Regions from separate parts of the Mus musculus genome. Here all the other regions are linked to region 1. A link is a contact called in public promoter capture Hi-C data. All regions are on one chromosome and are shown on one strand. The core of a region is the stretch at or near the end of the contact, and the rest is flanking DNA. Distances in the headings are between cores, read along the strand shown. Region 1 holds the start of Higd1a (HIG1 domain family, member 1A). Region 2 holds the start of Fyco1 (FYVE and coiled-coil domain containing 1). Region 3 holds the start of Csrnp1 (cysteine-serine-rich nuclear protein 1). Region 4 holds the start of Lztfl1 (leucine zipper transcription factor-like 1). Region 5 holds the start of Rpsa (ribosomal protein SA). Region 6 holds the start of Sacm1l (SAC1 suppressor of actin mutations 1-like (yeast)). Region 7 holds the start of D830035M03Rik (RIKEN cDNA D830035M03 gene).

Evidence for each region. Promoter capture Hi-C pulls out the DNA fragments that hold promoters and counts their contacts. Capture Hi-C pulls out chosen DNA fragments and counts their contacts.
Region 2: a promoter capture Hi-C map of pre-B cells shows a contact between it and region 1, with 4 times the contacts expected there. The contact joins the promoter of Fyco1 here to the promoter of Higd1a in region 1. A contact is called at or near these places in 2 of 39 promoter capture datasets (the C10 cell line and pre-B cells).
Region 3: a contact with region 1 is called in a promoter capture Hi-C map of adipose tissue, with 2.3 times the contacts expected there. The contact joins the promoter of Csrnp1 here to the promoter of Higd1a in region 1. A contact is called at or near these places in 2 of 39 promoter capture datasets (liver and pre-B cells), 1 of 115 datasets of contacts at active chromatin or transcription factors (embryonic stem cells) and 2 of 9 other capture datasets (adipose tissue and liver).
Region 4: a contact with region 1 is called in a promoter capture Hi-C map of pre-B cells, with 2.5 times the contacts expected there. The contact joins the promoter of Lztfl1 here to the promoter of Higd1a in region 1. A contact is called at or near these places in 2 of 39 promoter capture datasets (liver and pre-B cells).
Region 5: a contact with region 1 is called in a promoter capture Hi-C map of adipose tissue, with 2.5 times the contacts expected there. The contact joins the promoter of Rpsa here to the promoter of Higd1a in region 1. A contact is called at or near these places in 3 of 39 promoter capture datasets (liver, neutrophils and pre-B cells), 1 of 115 datasets of contacts at active chromatin or transcription factors (thymic regulatory T cells) and 1 of 9 other capture datasets (adipose tissue).
Region 6: a promoter capture Hi-C map of erythroid cells shows a contact between it and region 1, with 5 times the contacts expected there. The contact joins the promoter of Sacm1l here to the promoter of Higd1a in region 1. A contact is called at or near these places in 2 of 39 promoter capture datasets (erythroid cells and pre-B cells) and 2 of 484 Hi-C or Micro-C datasets (B cells and CD4 T cells).
Region 7: a promoter capture Hi-C map of pre-B cells shows a contact between it and region 1, with 6 times the contacts expected there. The contact joins the promoter of D830035M03Rik here to the promoter of Higd1a in region 1. A contact is called at or near these places in 2 of 39 promoter capture datasets (liver and pre-B cells), 1 of 115 datasets of contacts at active chromatin or transcription factors (extraembryonic endoderm stem cells) and 1 of 9 other capture datasets (adipose tissue).

The regions. Positions count from the first base shown.
Region 1 is chr9:121,856,367-121,859,305 of GRCm38.p6, reverse strand. It overlaps Higd1a (HIG1 domain family, member 1A), which reads left to right and starts at 1,510. Exons shown (of 4, transcript NM_019814.5): 1 at 1,510-1,794. Gm47112 (predicted gene, 47112) reads right to left here and starts at 1,559. Exons shown (of 1, transcript NR_168944.1): 1 at 98-1,559.
Region 2 is chr9:123,850,465-123,853,403 of GRCm38.p6, reverse strand. It overlaps Fyco1 (FYVE and coiled-coil domain containing 1), which reads left to right and starts at 1,505. Exons shown (of 18, transcript NM_001110253.2): 1 at 1,505-1,623. It overlaps Xcr1 (chemokine (C motif) receptor 1), which reads left to right. Exons shown (of 2, transcript NM_011798.4): 2 at 1-1,089. It overlaps Gm51700 (a long non-coding RNA gene), which reads right to left. Exons shown (of 2, transcript XR_003948283.1): 1 at 2,403-2,939; 2 at 1,441-2,173.
Region 3 is chr9:119,982,252-119,985,190 of GRCm38.p6, reverse strand. Csrnp1 (cysteine-serine-rich nuclear protein 1) reads left to right here and starts at 1,412. Exons shown (of 5, transcript NM_001357562.1): 1 at 1,412-1,572. Gm33800 (a long non-coding RNA gene) reads right to left here and starts at 1,346. Exons shown (of 4, transcript XR_871355.3): 1 at 1-1,346.
Region 4 is chr9:123,716,209-123,719,147 of GRCm38.p6, reverse strand. It overlaps Lztfl1 (leucine zipper transcription factor-like 1), which reads left to right and starts at 1,523. Exons shown (of 10, transcript NM_033322.3): 1 at 1,523-1,622. The coding sequence starts at 1,620.
Region 5 is chr9:120,126,367-120,129,305 of GRCm38.p6, reverse strand. It overlaps Rpsa (ribosomal protein SA), which reads right to left and starts at 1,540. Exons shown (of 7, transcript NM_011029.4): 1 at 1,476-1,540; 2 at 684-849; 3 at 30-148. The coding sequence starts at 816. LOC115485682 (a small nucleolar RNA gene) reads right to left here and starts at 526; the gene lies at 371-526.
Region 6 is chr9:123,528,360-123,531,298 of GRCm38.p6, reverse strand. It overlaps Sacm1l (SAC1 suppressor of actin mutations 1-like (yeast)), which reads right to left and starts at 1,546. Exons shown (of 20, transcript NM_030692.5): 1 at 1,378-1,546. The coding sequence starts at 1,409. n-TRacg2 (a tRNA gene) reads left to right here and starts at 1,802; the gene lies at 1,802-1,874.
Region 7 is chr9:120,491,123-120,494,061 of GRCm38.p6, reverse strand. D830035M03Rik (RIKEN cDNA D830035M03 gene) reads left to right here and starts at 1,481. Exons shown (of 2, transcript NR_166642.1): 1 at 1,481-1,956; 2 at 2,932-2,939. It overlaps Eif1b (eukaryotic translation initiation factor 1B), which reads right to left and starts at 1,456. Exons shown (of 4, transcript NM_026892.3): 1 at 1,221-1,456. The coding sequence starts at 1,251.

The DNA of each region.
Region 1 (2,939 bases), core at 261-2,760:
TTCTTCGTTTACCACCACTGACTCCTGCTCAGCAAAGCTGTGTTTAGCACACCCATACAAAGAACATACTTTCAAAGACACAAAGCTGCCACATATCCAAGGTATGGAAAGCTTTATTTCATTTTTGTTCTTTGAACCAGGGCTTCTCTGTGTAGTCCTGGCTGTCCTGGAACTTGTACTGTAGACAAGGAAGGACTTGAACTCTGAGATCCACCTGCCTCCCTCCTAAATACTAGGATTAAAGGTGTGCACCACCATAAAAGTTTTATTTTAAAAATATGTGTATCTTGCCTGCATGTATACATGTATGTGCATCATATATACATGCCTGGTGCCTGAAGCAGTCAAAAGAGGGTTTGAGTTCCACTGAGTTGGGATGGTTGGGAGCCTCACGTTGAGTGTCAGGAACTGAACCTGGATCCTCTTGTAAGAAGAGTAACAAGTGCCTTTAAATCACTGGGACAACTCTCCAGCCACAGGCATAGAGTTTTATCATGTATAACATGGAATGTTTCCTACATATGACTTAACTCAAATAATTTTTAACCTGTGTTTGATCCTTGGAACCTGTGGGCAAAGGAAACAACAGGTCCCTTCATGTTGTCCTCTGCTCTCCACACATTTGCCATAGCACATGTGCCCCTCCCCACAATAAATAAAATGGTAATACAAAATTTTAATATTCAGTCATGACACCTGTTATGTAGTTATTGGAAGGTGGCTCATAAGACTACACCAGCCTTCAGGAAATTCAAGAAACGTATTGAGGGCCCAACAAGATGGTTCACTGGGTAAAGGCCACCAAATCCCACAATCAGAGTTCTAGCCCCAGGGTCCAGACATTAGGAGGTGACTGGTGAAGGTTGTCCTCTGACCTCAGCAAATGTTCACACAAGTAAATGTAATAAAATTAGTTTACAAAGAAAAGAAACATTGAGGTATGGGGAAGTTAGAAAGTTAGCCGATTCACTGTGGTTCCTCTTGCCAGTTTATATAATCGGTGCACAAAGGGGGAAGAAGCCCTCTGCAGAGCTGCCTCTGGCGGGGCAAGGGGTGGGCAGGGTAGACAAGACGGAATCCTTTCTCTTGTCCGTGGTTGGTGCTCTATTCGGGGTGAGGAGACAATTGTTCCTCTCCCTGAAGTCACTCAAAGTTGAGTACCTACCAGTAGCCTACCTCTCTCAGAGGCCGCCATGTTCTGCTACGCTGAGAGTCTTGGACAGACACGTCCCATAGTGGGGCTGTCGGTGTCTGCCATCCCCGGAGCCCACACGAAGCCCCGCCCCGGAAGCTGCCTGCCCCATCAGACTCCTCCCCAGGCATGTGTGAGGTCACTGCTCTCCGGCCACCACCAGCTCCGGGGAGGGACCCAAAGGCGCCCCGACGGCGCATGCTCCCGCTCGGGCGGGCCGCTCGGCTCACCTAAGCCGGTCTAGCCTGCGTGCGTGGCGTTCGCGGAGCCCAGCGAACCGGTCGCGAGAACCTCGAGGCAATTGGGGTTGGGAGGCAGCGGCCGCCAGGCGGCACCGCGCCAGCACTGCCGCCCAGGCCTCACGTCTGACACGAACAGCGCGCGCCGCCACGAACCGGGCCGGCCCCCCAGCCAATGGGCGCCGCGCTACAAGTGACCACGCCCACCGCCCCTCGCACGTAAAGGGAGTCTCTGGCCCGGCCTCGCCGGCTGCTGGCTTCTGATTGGCTGGGGCGAGCAGTGGCCGCAGCAGGCGAAGCCGGTGTTCTCGCACTCGGGTGGCGGCCAGAAACCGGCAGGACTGGAAGGGACCCCGCGTCTCGGTGAGTGAAGCGGGAGCCGGGCGGGAGGCGAGGGCTGCGGGGCGGGGGGTCCCTCGGGTGGGCGGAGGACTTGGGGTCCCCGTCGGCCAGTGCATGTGGAGCCGGAGGAAGGAGGCCGGAGCTTCTGGAGCGGATCGTGGCCGAGGGAACGAGAGTCGCGGAGGAGGCAACGATGGCAAACGGGGACCGGGCTGGTGCCAGCTTCGGGGATCCCGGGAGCAGTGGGAGGAGAGGGAGAGGGAGCGCGATCGCACGGGTCTAGGAGTCTGGACAAGGTCACAAGAAGGTGGGAGGTGAGGCAGGGCGCAGCGCTCGGGCACCTCGGCCTGGCCTTCCCGGGCGCCACCCGGGGTTTGCGCAGACCTTACGTGACCCTGTGTCACCGGATGGAGGAGGGAAGGCTGTGGCGGAATGCGAATGCCCCTGACAAGGGAACGGGGTGCAGAGATCACAAAAGCACGACTAAGGTTCAGGTGTGCCAGCCGTCCGGGTGACTCGATTCTGTTCTCTGCTTCCCTCGTTTATTCCTGGGGTGGAAAGCAGTCCTCTCTTTGAGGGGGTGATCCCTACCCGGGAATCTGCTTCCCGGACTACTGAGGCCCCCTGCAAATTGACAGTTTGGATGCAAATTCTTGACAGGTTCAAAAGGTTCTCGGTGCTCCTGGAATGTGCTAGAAGGTCTTCTCTGCACAGTATAACTTGAAAGGGCTTCTTAAGATACAAATCCTAGTGTTGTGCCCCTGGCCGTTTGAATCACAATCTCAGAGAAGCCATTTTGCACAAGCTGACAGGTAACTTAGGCAAAATCAGAATTTAAAATTTACTATTTTAGGTAATAGTTCTTAGGACCAAAGGGACATGCTGGGAAGAGTCTTCAGCTGTTATATCACCTGATGCCCAACCATTTTCTTATTTACCTCTTCTAGGTTGCCATGCCTTTGGAAAAGTGTGTCAGTAGTTATGCCTGGCCTTACAGAATAATGTGCTCAGCAAACTAAGTTTGAATATCTGGTTATTGCTGACTTAAAAATAAAAATATGTTCTACTTTCTGACAGATATAGGTCAGTCATTGGGTGAGTGAGATAATAAAAAAAAATCTAGTGGGAAAAAATCTTTTTAACTTGGAATTGAAATTGTTAGATAA
Region 2 (2,939 bases), core at 256-2,755, 2.0 Mb before region 1:
TAAATAAAGCTCCAGAGATCAGTATCAGTGTGCAGATCTGCATTTATTGCCAAGCACATAAGCTTATATACAGTATTTGAGCCAATCCCAAGCCCCTAAATCCTTGGCCAAGCATAACTTACTACATCTCACCATATCCCAATAAAAGCTGTGACTGATGAGGTAACTCAGAGAGAAGGGGTGTGGCGAGCATTGTCACCTGTAGGGACTTTTGTGAAGACTCAGAAGCAGCCACTGTCTTGACCTTAGTTCCTTTTTGCTGTCTCACTGGTGTCCCGGGAGCCATCTTAGATCTGACACCATGTACAGCAGATCAGGACTCTGTGGCACAGTGCTCTCCACCCCACATATTCCTTCACAAGGTTGTCTTCCACATGCCTCACACTCTCAATCTTAACATCCCAAAGCTGTTCAGGCTGTAGTCAGAGCAAGTTTTTCTTAGTTCACTCTATTGATAAATCTTTATTTCTGATGTCATTTCCTCCCACTTCTTCCCTTTTTTTTGTTTTCCTTTGTTAACAGAAAGGGGAATCATTTCTCTTCGTGAGGTTTTTTTTATCCTCATCCACAAACTGACAACTCCATCAAGTTAATATGTTGTCTCATATACCTCCAGTATAAAATATGAAATTAACTTAAAAGATTTCTTTTCCTTCCTGTATGAATTTATCCTGAGAACCTGGAATGCTGAAGTCTGGCAGATGCCACTATTAGCTAAGTCCTGTAAGGTACACAAGCATTTCTAGCTAACATGATGAAAATAAGGCAGTGTGAGGAGCCAGCCAGAGCTAAGAAGCGAACCTAATCATGGGCTGACATTCCTATGTACTGTCCCCTGTCTTTAGCATGTTCATCCATACTGGACTTGGAATGCAGTGTTCTATTGCACCAGGCTTCAGGGTGCTTTGCAACTCAGCAACAAGCAAACACGGGACTGAGGAAGCTAAGCATGGTAGTTCTTTAGCACATATTTTCAAACACTGTTTTTTAAGTGTCTGTTAATGAGGGGGAAACAAAAACTGAGAACTTAGGTCCAGCAGTACATACTAAGTTCATTTTTTTTTAGCTTCATAAATAAAACGTAATAGTACAAAAATACTAATGAGATTATTCTCAGATTGTTTGGGGGGTTTCGGAATCGGGCACATTATTTTATATTTACAGCTCATGCACAGTTCAAAGCCAATCGGTCACAATGCATGAGCTTAACAACAGTAAACAGCACTCGTTCAGGATTCTACACACGACTTCCGGGTATCCGAAGCTTGTTCGAGTTTCAGGAAGTGACGTCTGCCGTGAGACATGCCGGGAGTCGTAGTTAGCGTCCACCGTCCAGTTGCACCCGATGGGAGTTGTAGGCCATCCGTGAAGCATGCCGGGAGTTGTAGGCCATCCGTGAAGCATGCCGGGAGTTGTAGGCCATCCGTGAAGCATGCCGGGAGTTGTAGGCCATCCGTGAAGCATGCCGGGAGTTGTAGGCCATCCGTGAGGCATGCCGGGAGTTGTAGTCCGCGCGCGCTCTGGGGCTACTGGGCGCTTCATGGCAGTCGGCTCTGTGCTCGCCTACTCTTCCGCTCGGCCCTAGAAAGTTTCGTTTCTGCCCAGCGGAGGACCCACGAGCGTGTAAGTGCCGCAGGCGCCCGGACAGGCATCGGGGACACTGGGGCCTTTCTGGACGTCGGCGCGGAAGCTTCGTGGGGGCGTGGGTCGTCCCCTCCCACACAGGGCGCCTCGGGAGAACCCTCTCTCCAGAGAGGTTAGCTCCAATACGCAGGCTGTCTGCGGGGTCGTAGAAAGACCCTCAACACTGTTCCAAGATCGGAGCCGGCAGAAGGGGGCCGCCCTGTGAGGCGGAGCTTCGGCAGCTCTCCCCGAACCCCTGGCACAGCAGCCAAACCCCGAAGTTCTCGCGGGCACTGGGACTTGATCCCCAGAAAGCCAAACCCTCCTCTCTGCAGGACTCCTGACGCCCCTTCGGTCCAGGAGACACAGTTTGTTCCTTTTGTATCTTCGCTGACCTGACCCGCTGCCCTTATGCTCAGATAGTTCAAGGGGGCTCTGCGGTCAAGTTTCTGGAAACACCTGTAGGACGACTGAATGTATCTGGTGTGGTAGCTTGTCCTGTTGGCACCCAGGCTTGGGCTGCGGATGGGGGGCAGGGCGGAGCGACATCCTATTTGCATAAAAGAAGAGAACATGTAGTTGACACTTAAGCCAAGTCAAGTAGCTTCCTATTAATGCTATGATTCTCTGTGTCACTCTGCAAAGTTCCCACGGCTGGGCTGTCTCCTGCAGAAAAAACAGCACTTGTTTCTTTCTGTCCCTATGATTGTTTGACTTAACACAGGTGGTTTCCTTTCCAGACAGAAATGGGGCAGAGGCTCAGGACTTAATCTACTTACAGCCTCTCTCAGCAATGGTGGTCTGAAGCAGGTTAATTCCTCTGCCATCTGCTTGCTGCTGTTGCTGGGTTGGGGGAAGGGAGCTGTGGGTTTCTACTTTTAGTTTTGCAACCTCCTGGCTGCCCCGACACTCTCGGTCTATGACAACCAGTTCTGCTGTGTTGAAATGCAGAATACTGATTATGGGCCAGGATTGTTATCCTGGAAATCAGCCCAGGGCTGACTGTCAGCCTCCTTTACCTAAAAGGATCTGAAAAAAACAAAAACAAAAACAAAAAAAACTATAGCTTTAGGAGACAGAATTTATCTGTTTGTTTAATGTTCATATTTGTGTATCACTTCTTGAAAATTGTTTATTTTATTAAGAAAATAGATAACGTATACAGAGTCCTGCAGTACCGTGTGTGTGTGTGTGTGTGTGTGTGTGTGTGTGTGTTCTTAATATTTTACTTTATTTTTGTAATTGGTTTAGAACTTGGAAATGGTCTCAGGTTCCTTTGCCCCTTAGCCAGCATGGCTAAGTGCCAAGTGTTTAGC
Region 3 (2,939 bases), core at 163-2,662, 1.9 Mb after region 1:
GCTGGAGTTAAAGGCCTGCACCACCACGGATCTGCCATGTTTTGTTCTCAAAATGGGGTTTAAACTTAGAGCTTTTCACATGCTGAGAAAGTGCCCTACCATTGAGCTACATGCTTCTTCAGCTAGCCCTGTAGACTATTTCCTGAGCAGACTCAGCCACCCGGCAGCTTCTGTGTACCAAAGCTGTGTGTTGAGGATCTCAGACCCCAGATTACCACAGATAAAGGGCAGGCTGACTCCCCCACCCCCACTCTGCTTGTCCTCTGTACACATGTACATCCAGGACTGAAGACTGAAGAAAGGGCCCGTCATCCTCCCCACCCTCGGTGCCATTTAGGCAGGACAGAAGGTCACCTCCCTACTACACCCGGGGGAGGGGAGAATGGAATCCTGAGGGTTGGACTAGCCACTGACAGCATTCATCTAGGACAGTCAGAAGAACCCAGAATGCAGCGGGAGCGGGGCTGGGAGGGGGAGGGTCGAGCTTCCACGAAGGCTTCCAGGAGGAGGAGGCAGTCCTTGCTGAGCCATCCTAGACGTTGTTGGGATTCCCTCAGGTGAGCAGAGTGAGGGTGAAACGTTCCAGGCGGTGCAGTCAGAACGGGAGAGAAAAGCGCTCTAGGTACTGGGTCGAACTGGCCCTGCCGTGGGCTGACGAGGACTCGGGTGGGCTCCTGAGAGAGAAGTTGACTGCTAGAACACACTTTCTTCTGCCTAGTAGTACAGGGAGTTGGCTGCGAGCCTAAGGAAGGTCTTGGCGGGAGCAGAGGAGGCAGCAATCCGCTGTAAGTAGCCAGGGTCCGGCCTAGGAGAAACCAGATTCTTTTTTTTTTTTTTTTTAAGGAGGGATGGGGGTGGGGAAGCTGGTTCCAGCAATCTCTACTTTAGGTATTGTTCGGAGTAAGGGCTCTGGCCCGAGGGCAGAGGTGAAGGCCAGGCCCTAGGATGACCTTTTCTTCTCTCCTCATCCCTGGCTGGTCTCCAGTCTGAGCTAACTTTCTGCGGGATCTGGGAAAAAGAGGTGGGGTGAGGGCCGGGGAAGGGTCCTCAGATTGAATTGATAATAATCTGCCCTGGGCGGGTGGAGGCAGGGGAGGAGCTTCCATCGCTCGCAGCCTCAGTCTACCCAGTCTGCAGCTCGGGACTGCTCGGCGTGGAGAAGCGGGCATCTCTAGGACCCGGCTCTGCACGAAGCTCGGCTCCGCGATCTTAGGAGCCGAGCGCGGAGCAGCGGCGTCGCGGCCCGGTCACAGTCCGCGGGGAGGCTCGAGGCGGGGGAGGGGGCGGTGCCTCCGGGGCGGGGCCGAAGGCTGCGGGCTGCGGGGCGGCCTGGCGGGAGGCCCGGCGTGCGTCAGCGCCGTGAGCCCCGGAGTTTTCCACTGACGAGGAGGGCGGAGCCGCGGGCGGGGCCGGGGCTGAGCCAGTCTCTCCCGCCGCCGCCGGACGCGCAGACCTGGGCCGGCTGCACCGACGGCCGCCCGGCCGAGCGCACTGCGGGTCGCTGTGTGCGCTGCGACCCTGGGGCCGGCACACGAGTGGCTTCGGTGAACTGGGCGAGCCCTGCTAGCTTAGGTGAGTGCCACGGTTCCTGAACGCGGCGGGATGGGAAATGGGGCAGGGGGCGTCTCGGGTGAGTGGCGCTGTCACTCCAGCTCCCCGCTGATCTCCCTTGGGTCCTCCGGAGGGGACGCCGGGATCCGGCCTCCGAGCCCGACTGGAGATCTGGCGCCTGGAGTGAGAGCCCACGGCTGCGAGGTGGCGGGGGGGGGGCAGGCTTCCCCTCCCCCGCCTCGTTGTGGTTACCCCAGATGTCCAGGCGCCCCAAAGCCGGGCGCAGGTGGCAGTGGGACGGGGCGCGCGTGCCCGCGGGTGAGTTTCCTTTTGACCTAGTTGCCTGAGAACTTTTCAGAAGTTACTCGCGTGGCCGGGGCAGGTGACATTGGTCGTCTTCCTCCTCGGGCTCCCTAGGGGGAGGGTGCCCGAGCTGCGGCGTGTGCCGGGCGCCCTCGGCAGGCGGGGGTCAGGGAGGGTTTGGAGGGATGAGTGAGGAATGAGCGAGGCTTGGTGAGTCACGGACCCCGGGAGGGAGGCGGGGGGGAGAAGGATTGTGTCGTATGTTCACCTGTCACCGTCACACTCAGAGGCCACTGCCGTGAGTCACCGGGGCGCAGCTACACCGACCACCCGCGGGCACACGTAGGCTCTCTCCCACGCACCTCTACTCCCTCTTCTGCATGCATTTCCTCTCCTTCCTCAGTTTCCCCTTCCCGGAGGTCCTTTCGCCTTCATGTACTGTAGAAAAGCCTACACCACAGCAACGGCCACACACTTAGTCACTCGGGTTGCCGATACAGTCACTCCCAGATGTAGCCCACCTTCCTGACAACAGAGAATTCCTCCCTCCTCTCTAGCTACCCACCCAACATCTCTGGACCGAAGTCTCAGCCTTCTGCAGAGAGTAAGTCAATACTCTCTGCCCCCAAATCTTTGACAGCCCCGCCCACATCTCCCGAGCTGTCACCAAATCCACCCCCTTTTCTCCTTTGCGCTTGTCCTGTCAGTTCACCTGGCCCTACCCTGTGTCCTACGGGTCACACCCTCTCTGGCTCAGGCGCTGAGCCATCTTTCAACCATGCAAATCTAGAATTGTCAGTCCTTACTTACGCACTTGGGTGGCTTCCTGTGCCCTCGGGCTAACACAGGCCCTCTTAGTTGCATCGCCACCAGAAGGCGCACTGGCTGTCCTTGCTCCAGTCCCTGTACCATGCAGTGTGACCCCCCCCCCCCAATCTGGAACTCTGCCAACATCCCTCCTTCAGAGGAGCCTGCCTCGTCCCCAGTTCTACCCTTCTTGCCTATCCTGTATAACTCCTACTTGAGAGGTGTTAGTTGTAGGTGCTTTACCTGTGTGCCCAATGCCTGTCATAGTGTTTGGCCTT
Region 4 (2,939 bases), core at 274-2,773, 1.9 Mb before region 1:
CATAGAGGTAGTCATCACTTTGGAACAACGGTTAAACTTGAAGATTTTTTTTTTCATTTTTATTAGGTATTTAGCTCATTTACATTTCCAATGCTATACCAAAAGTCTCCCATACCCACCCACCCCCACCCCTACCCACCCACTCCCCCTTTTTGGCCCTGGCGTTCCCCTGTACTGGGGCATATAAAGTTTGCAAGTCCAATGGGCCTCTCTTTGCAGTGATGGCCGACTAGGCCATCTTCTGCTACATATGCAGCTAGAGACAAGAGCTCCGGGGTACTGGTTAGTTCATATTGTTGTTCCACCTATAGGGTTGCAGTTCCCTTTAGTTCCTTGGGTGCTTTCTCTAGTTCCTCCATTGGGGGCCCTGTGGTCCATTCAATAGCTGACTGTGAGCATCCACTTCTGTGTTTGCTATGCCCGACCTAAAGCTGTACTACAGAGCAATTGTGATAAAAACTGCATGGTACTGGTATAGCGACAGACAAGTAGACCAATGGAACAGAATTGAAGACCCAGAGATGAACCCACACACCTATGGTCACTTGATCTTTGACAAGGGAGCTAAAACCATCCAGTGGAAAAAAGACAGCATTTTTCAACAAATGGTGCTGGCACAACTGGCTGTTATCATGTAGAAGATTGCGAATTGATCCATTCCTATCTCCTTGTACTAAGGTCAAATCTAAGTGGATCAAGGAACTTCACATAAAACCAGAGACAGTGAAACTTATAGAGGAGAAAGTAGGGAAAAGCCTCGAAGATATGGGTACAGGGGAAAAATTCCTGAATAGAACAGCAGTGGCTTGCGCTGTAAGATCGAGAATCAATAAATAGGACCTCATAAAATTGCAAAGCTTCTGCAAGGCAAAAGACACCGTCAATAAGACAAAAAGATCACCAACAGATTTGGAAAGGATCTTTACCTATCCCAAAACTTGAAGATTCTAATGACTCAAGTTAGACTTCATAAGTGAAAACTTCCGCCAGGGAGATCAGGACGTTATTCCACAACCTTCTCCTGGCGAATCTAGTGTTTGTCTCTCTAATTCACTACTCTATATAAACCTATGTTTTTGCACATTTTTTTTCCAAAAAGGTAAAGTTATTCTCTTCTGCCAGCGTTATAAAACAATGCAGATGGAGGAAGGGCGTGCACCAGGGCCAGCATGAGCTTGATAGCCGGATGCAGTCACGCTGAAGCCCTGTTCACTCAGCCTGTTCTTCTCAGAGGTCTGGAACCACCAGCTCTGGATCCCGGTGCCAAAGCCCAACTTCTGTCCTGATTGTAGGCAAACACGCTGGCACCTAAGGCGCTGCTCAGCTCCCCCCCCCCACCCCCGACCGGAAATTTCTCTGTTGCCATTGGCAACGGCAGGCACCGCCCCAGGTTAGCGTGGCAAGAAAAGGTGGGACTTCCGGATCTCAAAGCCAATGTACCCGCGGAAATTAGCCAGTTACGCAACATCATCCGTCACGTGACACTGAGAGCCAATGATAGCGTGCAAGCGAGGGCCCACGTGTCTCCGTTCCCATTGGCAACGCGCGGCTTCTAAACAACCTCCGTTCCTCAGGCCCCGGTGCCGGCCTCCCTGTTTCCTGTCGGATCCGCCGCCACCATGGTGAGTGTCCTGGTCGGGAGAGGCCCAGCCGGGGTGCGGAGGGCGAGCGAGCGAGCGAGCGAGCGGGGCCTCGCCGGGGAGGGAGTCACGTCGGCCGAGCCGCGGGGACAGCTTCTTGCTGAAGCCTTCCTCCGGCCTTGTCGCCTCGTCCTTGGCTGTGGTCTGGGAAGCCCTGGCCGACACAGCCGCACACATTTGCCAGGGTGAAGAATGACGGGCTGGTTCCAACTTTCTGTGTGAACTTGGTTGAATCTAATTTTCTGAAGCACCTGATTTTACAACTGACTAATTATCGGTGCTGTTTTCTTTGTTTGGACGTCTGACGACCATTTGGGTATTAGAGTTCGGGCTTACTTTGAGACAGATAAAACTGAAGCGAAAACGCCAGTCCATCCAACCTTTCATCGTACAATTAATTTAAATAGCTGGGCATAGAGAAGTTATTGAAAGTGAAGCTCAAGTGGGTTGCTGACATATCCCAGCAATCAATTCCTAGTAAGTGTCACTTTGTATACATCTAAACAAAACAGACCATTTCTTAAACCATCCTGAGCTAGGAACTGGTCCTGCTTCTGATGTCAAAAACGAAAAAAAAAAAAAAATTACGCTAGTGGCTTCACAAAAAAGTTAGTACTTGTTTGTGTTCTTACTCTTTTATGTCATTGTGATAACACTTGGAAACCGGGTGTAGATGATTTGTCAAACAATGCACATAAAATAAACACTTTAAGCAATAAGCTCACTCTTTTTTAAAAAAAATTATCCTTTAAAGATTTTATACATTCATACAATGTATTTTAAATCCCCTAGCATCTTCCAGAATTATTGTTTACTTCCTGTCCTGTTTTTTTTAAGCCTACCTAGTCCAATTTATGCTGCACATATACTCATGTGTGTGGGACCATCACCTTCCTTGGGCCACACTCTTAAAAGAAACTGTCTCTCTGCCCTTCATAAATCTTCAGCCGTCAGTAACTGCTCAGCTAGAAGTGCGATCTCATAAACCCCTCCCCGTCTCTGTGCTGGATTGTTGATTGGCACCTTTGTGCAGGTGACCACAGTTGTGAGTTTCTAGGCCAGCAGTTCTGTCATGTCTAGAAGACAGTTTTTGTTGTTGCTGTTTCAAGACAGGGTTTCTCTGTTTAGTCCTGTCTATATTGGAATCCTCTCTGTAGTCCAGCCTGACCTTGAACTCAGATTCACTTGCCTTTGCCTATCTATGCCTCTGCCTCCTGAGTGTATATCTTAGTTGTGGCTAAGCCTATTTATTCTCTGTACCTAAAAGCTGTGAGCTGTGTGGTAGCCACCATCCATTGC
Region 5 (2,939 bases), core at 291-2,790, 1.7 Mb after region 1:
CCAAACAAAAGCACATGCATGCCACAAACCTGGCCAGTGTTCCTGGAGGAGATGACGCTGACGTCAGCAGGATTCTCGATGGCAACAATAGCTCGAGCTGCGAGCAACAGCTTCTCCCAGGTCCTCTTCAGGTTTATGATGTAGATACCTAGGCCAGCAAACGGAACTCTCTGAGGAGCTTCCCAAGGCAGGAAGTCTGGCAGTCACTCTGCAGACCTGGCTGATCAGACTCCTGACTGCCTCCTAAACACTAGGATTAAAGGGTGTGAAACCACCACACCCAGCAACAAGTAGTTTAAAGTGGGTGTCCCAGACAGGCTTGCTAGCCTCATAGCCTTGTGAATGGACACTGTGGGAAGGTAAGGCATACGCATGTGGCAGTGACCACTACCAAACTCCAGTCATAGAGGCAAGCTCTACTGGTGTTAGCGAAAATCCTGCCATAAATTCAATGTAGCACACTTCCGACACTCAGAAGTTCACTGGCCAAGACTGGCCTCCACTCTGAGCTTTAATAGTGTGCAGGGTCAGTCAGTCCTCCATGACCTCTGGCCCCTTCCCACACATCCTCTTAGTTACATCACAAGCCAGAGTAGCACTCCAACACCAACCATTCAGTTACCAGGCACTATACCCATTAGAGCACCATAGTCAGGAACTGACTATCACAGGTGGCAACTGACCGTCACTTTTCCTTTTGTAGATGTACTGCTCCATCTGAAAGTCAAGGTTGGTGCCACCTAAGTGGGTTCCCGCAGCAAGGAATTTGAGGACATCCTCCTCCTTCATCTGCAGGACGTCAAGGGCTCCGGACATTGTGTAAGTTTCCCTTTAAGTTACGATGGGAATCTAAAAAAGGAATAAAATTCATCTTTTTTCTTCTGACACTAGAACTCACAAGATTGCCCTGCCTCCTGAGAGGGGGACTAAAGGCGTATGCCACTAGGCGCAGCACATCATCTGAGCTGAAATGGGTTGTGTTCTTATTCCTCCTTGCCTTTCGATTTTTCTGGCCACCTAGTCACTAAGGAAAGTGACTTTGTCAGCAGAGCACATATAGAAAAACTGGACAGTTGAAGTTAGCGCCTCCGCAGGCACACTGACTACAGGATAGCTACTTAAGTATAGCTGCTTCTTTGCACCGAGAGTTGCGCAAAGGCGGCCATGATCGGGGTGCTTCGGGAGTTGTATTTCGAGACTGGCCGGCAGTTCCCGTCCCATCTCCATGCGCCTCACAAGCACTTTTCCCAGCATCTTGCCGACAGGGCCCTCGAGCGTGGCGCGAACCGCAGAAGGGCCCCGCAGTGGCGCCCGCCCCACCTAACTGCGGGCCAGCACGTGGCGCTGCCGCCAGGAGCCAAGCCGCCCCGGCACACGCAGCCTCGGCGCCCTCCGCGCCCACCCATGGCGCGGGAAGCTAGTAAGCGCGCGTCCCGCGGCGTCCGGAGACGCCGAGGGCTCCACGTGAGACTCACCAAGAACAACGCCGTATGGACCCGTCCCCGGGTAGCGCGAAAGGACGGGCGGCCGGAAATGACGTCCTTAAATAACCCACAGCCAGCCAATGGCAAAGCAGGCTAAGCAAAAAGGGAGAACTTCCGCTCCGGAAAAAGCCTCTGGCGCACGCGCAGATTCAGTGAGTGGGCCCGCTGTAGCGCGCGCGGAGCGGAAGTTAAAGTGGCCCGCGCCTGCGCGGCTGCAGTCGCTGCACAGACCCCAGGCCGGAAGTAGCTGGGGCGAGGGGGGGGAGTGGGGGGGGGGGAGCGAGCGTGGAAAGTCCGTAGCTTTTGGTCCGCTGAGTGACGAATAGGCTTCAAGCTGGGCCACCTATGTCAGGATTAACTCCAGGAGCACACACCCGCCTGCCCCTCTGGTACTGGCTCCTTCCTACATTTGAGAACTACAAAATAGTAGTTACCCAGTAAGATATTACAAAAGTGTTGAAGGGAGCAGGGAGAAATTTGGATGCGTCATCTATTTACAAAGCGTTTATTACTGTATTCCATGTCTCAAGTAATCTAGAGATGACTTGGAGTCTGTGGGAGGGTTGTGGTTATTAGAAAATACCAGACTATTTTTGTTTTGTTTTGTTTTTCGAGACAGGGTTTCTCTGTACAGCCCTGGCTGTCCCGGAACTCACTTTATTGACCAGGCTGGCCTCGAACTCAGAAATCCGCCCGCCTCTGCCTCCGGAGTGCCGGGGCTAAATAAAGGCGTGTGCCACCACGCCCAGCTCAGACCATTTTATATTAGGGACTTGAGCATCTATGGGTTTGGCATCCATAGGTGGTTCTGGAACAAATCCCACAGATACTGAAGGATAACCATATATGCATACAACAAAAATAATAGATCAAAAACCCAGAGGAGTGTGGGTGCAGCTCCGTGGTAGAGTACTAACATCGAAAGGCTCTGGGTTTCTTCAGTTCTTGCTGGGGCAAGAGGACCATGAATTTGAAGCTATAGTCATACTCTGTCTCAAAAATAAATATAAAACGGTAAAACTAAAAAGAACAAAGCATTTAACTTGCCACATCGTGAATGTGTATCAAGATATCTTGTTAAGTAAAACAGAATATTCTAAAATCTATTAAGTGGTATGTTCAGGTCAGGTAGTGGTGGCCTATGCCTGTAATCCTAGCCAGCACTCAGGAGACAGAGGCAAGCAGATCTCTACGAGTTGAAAGCTAGTCTAATCTACAAAAATGAGTTCCAGGACAGCCAAAGCTACACAGAGAAACCCTGTCTTTAAAAAAAAGAAAAAATAGAGTGGCCTAGCTCCCTGCGGCTGTCCTTGGTCACGCTTGGTACCAGGCTGAAGCAGTCAAGATGACCTTATTTCAGCTTAGAAGTGAGCACTGGGTTCATATACTTGTCCCTGTAGGATTTGTCTTTGGGTATTATCTAGACAGAAAGGATGGTGAAAAGCTAACTGCTGC
Region 6 (2,939 bases), core at 297-2,796, 1.7 Mb before region 1:
TTATTTTTTAATTTTATATATAAAAGAATTATTCACAGAGGTTGAATAACCTGCCCAGGAATCAAGGAGGATGGCTGCCTGTATTGAGGTCTGGCCTGGTGAAACTCAGTGCCTGGGCAGCTCAAAAATAATCTTCCTAATTCTCAAGTTATCCATCTCAATTATTCTTCGATGCAGGAAAACTCAACAATATCCTGTAACCGAAAGCCGAGCTACTTCAAGGCAAGACTCCAAATTGCTTAAACACATCTGAGACCTAGTGTAAGATCATGTTCAGCCCTTCAACAACTATCAGGTGGACAATAACCTAATTTGCCAGTAAAGGACATGTGACTCGGGCCGGACATAGACCAGTAAGTACACTTTGCTTCAACTGTCACCAATAAGGTGATTATTCACTTTACAAAGGAAAACTAATTAAAAGAAATGTGGAAGGAAGGGTGGCGCTGGGCTTTTCAAAGAGAACTGTATGTAGCAAGCAGAAGAGGCATAAAGGGTGAACACAGCAAAACATGAAAAGTGTTGGGCAGATGGCCTCCCTCCAAATTCTGGACTCATAACTTTACACCTTCAGTTATTCATTGGGCGTACCCAAACTACATTTGTTTCCTGCAAACGAACTGGGATGTCTATGTCTAATTAACAGGATAATTTAACTTGGCTTTTCGAAAGTTATATTTGCTTCTGCTACTAAAGGCATTCCCAGACCGTGGTAAATTATTAAAGCGGTTAGGGCGAAGTTATTCACAAACAAGGAGTGTAGGTGCTGAGGGTAACACAAGAGAAATTATCCCCCATCTCCTCTAACCCAGGACGAGCCAAAGAGCTTATAAATGTCTATTTTTTTTTTTTTTTGCACCTCTAAACATCCAGTGGCTGGGCCTCAAAACCTCAAGTCCTGGCTTTGCCAAAACTCAACATTGCTACGCCAAAATAGAGGCGAGCCTACTGTAGCTGTCGACGCAGTCTGTTGGAATAAGCACAGTAAATTCGACCGGCCCTTAGGACATCTGACTAAATTATTGCTGCGCCCTAAGAAGGACCCGTCATTGAGACTCCCAGGCCCAGAAAGCCTGAAACCAAGAGAAAGGTTAGCTCTGCCGGCGGACGTCAGAGCACGCCCGGTGAAAAAGGCCTCTCCCGGAGGCCACCCAGGGAAAGCTGGCTGCAGCCTCCGGTGCTGCGGGCTGCGGCTCGGCTCACCGCGCCAGGTCCAGCGGCGGGCGAGGCTGCGGGACACTGGCCTACGCTGCAGCCAGGCTGGACGGGGAAAGCCCAGCCCGCGAGCTCGGCCGGTGCGGGCCGCACACTCCCGGGCCTCGGCGCCCGCTCGCCCCTCCGCCCTTCCTGTCAGCGGCCGCAGCCCGCGGGACTCACAGCTTCAGATGCTCGTAGGCTGCGGCCGCCATCGTGCAGCTTCCTCCTCTTCGCTCCACCCGCAGTGTAGCCCGCTGCCACCCCGGCTCCGCGGCGACCGCTCCCCAGGCGCGGTGGTCAAGGAGCCTCGGCCTGGCCCCACCCCCTCCCGGGTCCGCCTCTCGGGCGAGCACGGGAGCCGGCGGCGGACAAACCAGTGAGCTGCGAGGCACGCCTCCGATGCGCGGATTGGAGCGGACCAAAGAACGCCGTGACGTCGCCTCTGGGGATTGGTGTAACGCGTTGCAGAGAAAGGCGGAGTCCCGGTAGCTTTGCACTGAGTCGCGACATTCAACAAACCGACCAGACTGAGGTTAGAAGCAGGAAGCATAGTGAAGCTGTGTAATTGGAGATCACTTATCGTGGAGGAGGCCTCCTCAGCACCGGGCCAGTGGCGCAATGGATAACGCGTCTGACTACGGATCAGAAGATTCTAGGTTCGACTCCTGGCTGGCTCGACGTGTGCGATCTTTTTCCTGAACCTTGGAAGGCCTGCTTGAAAAGGATCATAGCTAGATTGTCAAGGTCAAATGTCTTACGTTTTAATGTTGCTTTGCGAAAAAATAATACCTTCTTGGCTGTATTTGAAACCCGGAGTTACCTAAAACGGTTTGCAAGTTTCCTAGCTCCCCTGTTCTTAAAATTGCGCAGGAGTCTGGAAATGTACTCTTACGAAAACACTCTTGAGAGTGGAGGTTTGCAATCAGGGACAGGGACATGCGTGGCCAATGTCTTCCCACCCGATGACGGAAAAATCTCACCGAAAGCTCCTAGCTGGTAGAACACAGACGGCACTGACATGAGAAGGGCGTAGCTTCTGCTCTTCATGATTGGTACAGCGGCCTTGGCTAGCTCCGCTTGCAAAGCCGACCTAGCCTCCACTGCACAAGGAAACCTTAAAAATTCGGGGATTTCGCAGTAAGAGGCCCAGAAAAACGAGTACATGAACATTTTACGTAAGACCTGAGATAGCCAGAAACAGATGTGACGAAGGTGGATCGGGAGCAGGGCTCAGCCTATTCATTAACCAGTCACTCCATGATTAAGTTGTCCTAGAAAACATACCCCACTCCCCAGGAGTTTATTAAAACTGTATCAGATAAAGGAAATTATTGGGGCAGAATTAGACCAAGGACCAAGGGGTGTGGCTCACTCCTGCAGTCCATACTGCTGGATATAGACCAGGCCAAATGGCTGCCTTTGCTTTCCAGAGTACTGGAATTTAAGGTACAAGATACCATACCAGGCTTCTACACTTCTGAGGATTTAGTTTGCTTTTAATGAAGTTATAGTGGGTTGTTTCTCGAGACCGGGTTTCCCTGTGTAGTTTTGACTGTCCTGGAACTTGCTCTGTAACCAGGCTGGCCTCCAACTCAGAGATCCCTGCCTCTGCCTCCTGAATACTGGTGTAAAAGCACGCACCACTACTGCCCAGCTAACAGTATTTTTTGTTTGCTCTTTAATTTTTTGTCTGAGATTTGAGATCATTAATATGCATTGTTGTCAGTTTTAGCACTTAAAAA
Region 7 (2,939 bases), core at 232-2,731, 1.4 Mb after region 1:
TAGAAGCGTGCTCCACTCCATATCCAGACAGACCTCGGTGAGGCCTCCAGCACTCCTGCTCCATTTCTGCAGGCGAGGGTGGGGCTCACTGATAATAAGTTTTTCAAAGGAGAAAAACCTAAGCAGGCTCTGTATGCCGATATCTGAGCTTAAAAGTAGAGACCACCACTGTGGAAGCCACCAGCAAATGAGACAGAAAACATTTACGAAACCCTAATTTCATACAGCCTTCATACAGCCGCCACAAGAACATGCGTCACCGCCACTATTTTTCGACTACAACATTCAAAAACACCCACCCCAATTAGTTAACATAGTAACTGAGCCTTATAAAACACATATAAACATATACATGCAACCTCACGAGGTGTAATTTACAAAATGATTGCAAGCAGAGACAACAGGGCCACTTCCAAGTCAAATCAGAGGCCTCTCTCCTAAGTGTTTCAAACAGACGCCTCTGGGGGCTGCTTAAAACCAGCTGGGTCCAGCCCCACCCCAGCTCCGGTCAGTGACAGGTCTCTCTGGCACCCCCCCCCCCTCCAGTCCTGGCCGACTGAGTCGCAGATCCTCTAAGCCCTTAACTTCCCTTCCCTCCCAGCAAGGACTGAGCAAGGCCACCCCCCGCCCCCCATGCCCCAACACACACACACACACACACACACACACACACACACACACACACACTTGTGAGTCGTCTGAGAGTCACAGGTCTCGCAGTCACCCTAAAGCTGTCAGGTTCTCCAGCTTCTGGGCCCCACCCCTCCAGTCTCCTTGCAAAGCCCTGGCCAGCCCCGAGGCCACAAGAGAGATAACACCAGAGACTCCCAGCGTCTTGTCACTGTCAGGTTCCCTGCAAGCCCCTAGTCCTAGTCTCTGCAGCCCTGGCAAGTACTGTAGCTCCCTTACGGGTCTCTGAAGCCCCCGGCCTTTCTGTCAGTCCCCCCAGCCTCTGGCGGGTCCCCCTGCAGCCCTGGCGTGTCCCCCGACCGTCCTGTGAGTCCCCGAGACCCTTGTCTTCCTGCCAGTGTCAAGTTCCCCAAGCGCCTGCCGGTCGGGCCCTCGCCTCTACGGAGTCGCAGGCCCACTTAAGGCCGTGTCCGAGGCCCGGAGAGGGGCATCCCCCGGGCTAGGGTCGCGGGGAGCCCCCCGTCGCCATCTTCTGGGCGCCGAGACAAAGCCCAGAGGGACGCGGGCGGCGGCCGGCCACTGGCCCTTACCGAAAGATTGGAGGTTCTGGATAGTGGACATGCGACACTAGTGTGAGGCCGGTGAGAGGATAGAATTCCCGCGGGGCCCGCCCGGATCACCGTGTCAGGAGGCTGCAGCGGCGAGAAACGGAAATCAATGAAGCGGCGGAAGCCCGGGGCGCAGGAAGACGCGGAGGCGGCGGTGGGGCGCGAGCAGGGAGGCGGCGCTGCGGCTTCTCGCACAAAATGGCCGGCGCCGCGTATTTAGCCCCGCGCGCCGCCGCCACGTGACCGTCCGCACGCACCGCGCGTCCGCCCCGGAGCGCCGAGCCGGGGGCCAGCGAGGAGCGGGCGGGAGCCCACTGCGGGCAGCCGCGGTCCGTCCCGCCCGAGGCGCCGGGCGGAGGCGCTTCCGGGTGCAACGGCGAGAAACGTGCCCCCGGGGGTCTGGACTTGCAACCAGCGGGGACCGCGCTCTGCGCCTCCGCCGCCCTCCCCAGCCCCCAGGGTTCCCGAGACCCCTGAGTTCCTTGCAGAACCCTTGTGGGTGCCACCTGGGAATTCTCCCTTCCTCCAAGCCCCGGGATTCCGATGCTGCAGTCTCTACTAAGCTTAACCTGTTTGTCTCAGGTGTCACGACCTAGCCTCTAGCAGAGTCAGGTGTGCGTGGAGAGAACGCGCTACCATCCCGCCCGAGCTCTCCTCTGCGGAGCCTCCTAAGGTCGGATGCAAGTCCCGTGCAGGATGGGTGTCTGGTGGTTGCTAGGTGAGTGTGAGCGAGCAGATGAAGTAACTGTAAAGAGTAACCGTGCACAACCATCAGTGGACAGTGGAGAACCGTCTTAACCTATGTAAACCACCTATGCAGGTGGTTGGCTTTCTAGACCAAAGCAGTAGACTAAAAATTTGGAATTCTTAACCTTTTTGTAGGTCAAACCTGTTGCCTTCGTGTTGAAATAGTATTGGAGGCCTGATGCAAGACATTAGAAGCCATAGATAGCATACATACTATGTTTCTGTCTAGCAATCCATTCAACAAGATGTAGCAGTAGGTCCAATCGCTACTACAATTTCCTTTTTAAAAAGATTTTATTTTTATGTGGTTGGGTGTATGTACCATAGAGGCCAGAAGAGGGTGTCATATCCCCTGGAACTGGAATAACAGCTGGTTATGAGACCATGGGAACAGAACCCAGGTCTTGTGTAAGAGCAGCAACTCCTGGGAAGTCTCTCGAAGTCCATTACTGTAGTTTAAAAAAGGAAATGAATATCTGGAGTGTAGTGCTCATGTTTCAGTGACTTCTATTGTACAAAGTGGCCGCTCCTAATGTTTCTATGCATGGCCTGTTGCTTTAGGGTTGTAAAAATGAATACACTTGTATGCCCCTACATCCACCAGTCAGGTTTCAGGCACACTACTTACTCAGTTTTATTCTTATACCATGGTTTGAAAAACTCTAGCTTACGAATATTTGAATTAATAGTCTTGAGCATCTTCCACCTTCATGTAGGTCCTGGAGCAGGAACTCAGGTTGTCAGGCCATCAGCAAGCCTGAGCCACCTCACCAGTCCTTGAGAAGTTTTTAATAAATTATATAAATTTTCTGCCTGAAATATTAACACTATTTTCTAAGTAACTTAAAGAAGTCTACAAAGTAGTATAAGAAGCACAGACTACACAAAACATACGGTATAAATTACCACTCTACTACATGGTATGTTTCCCCCCTTTTCTTACTAGATATACCT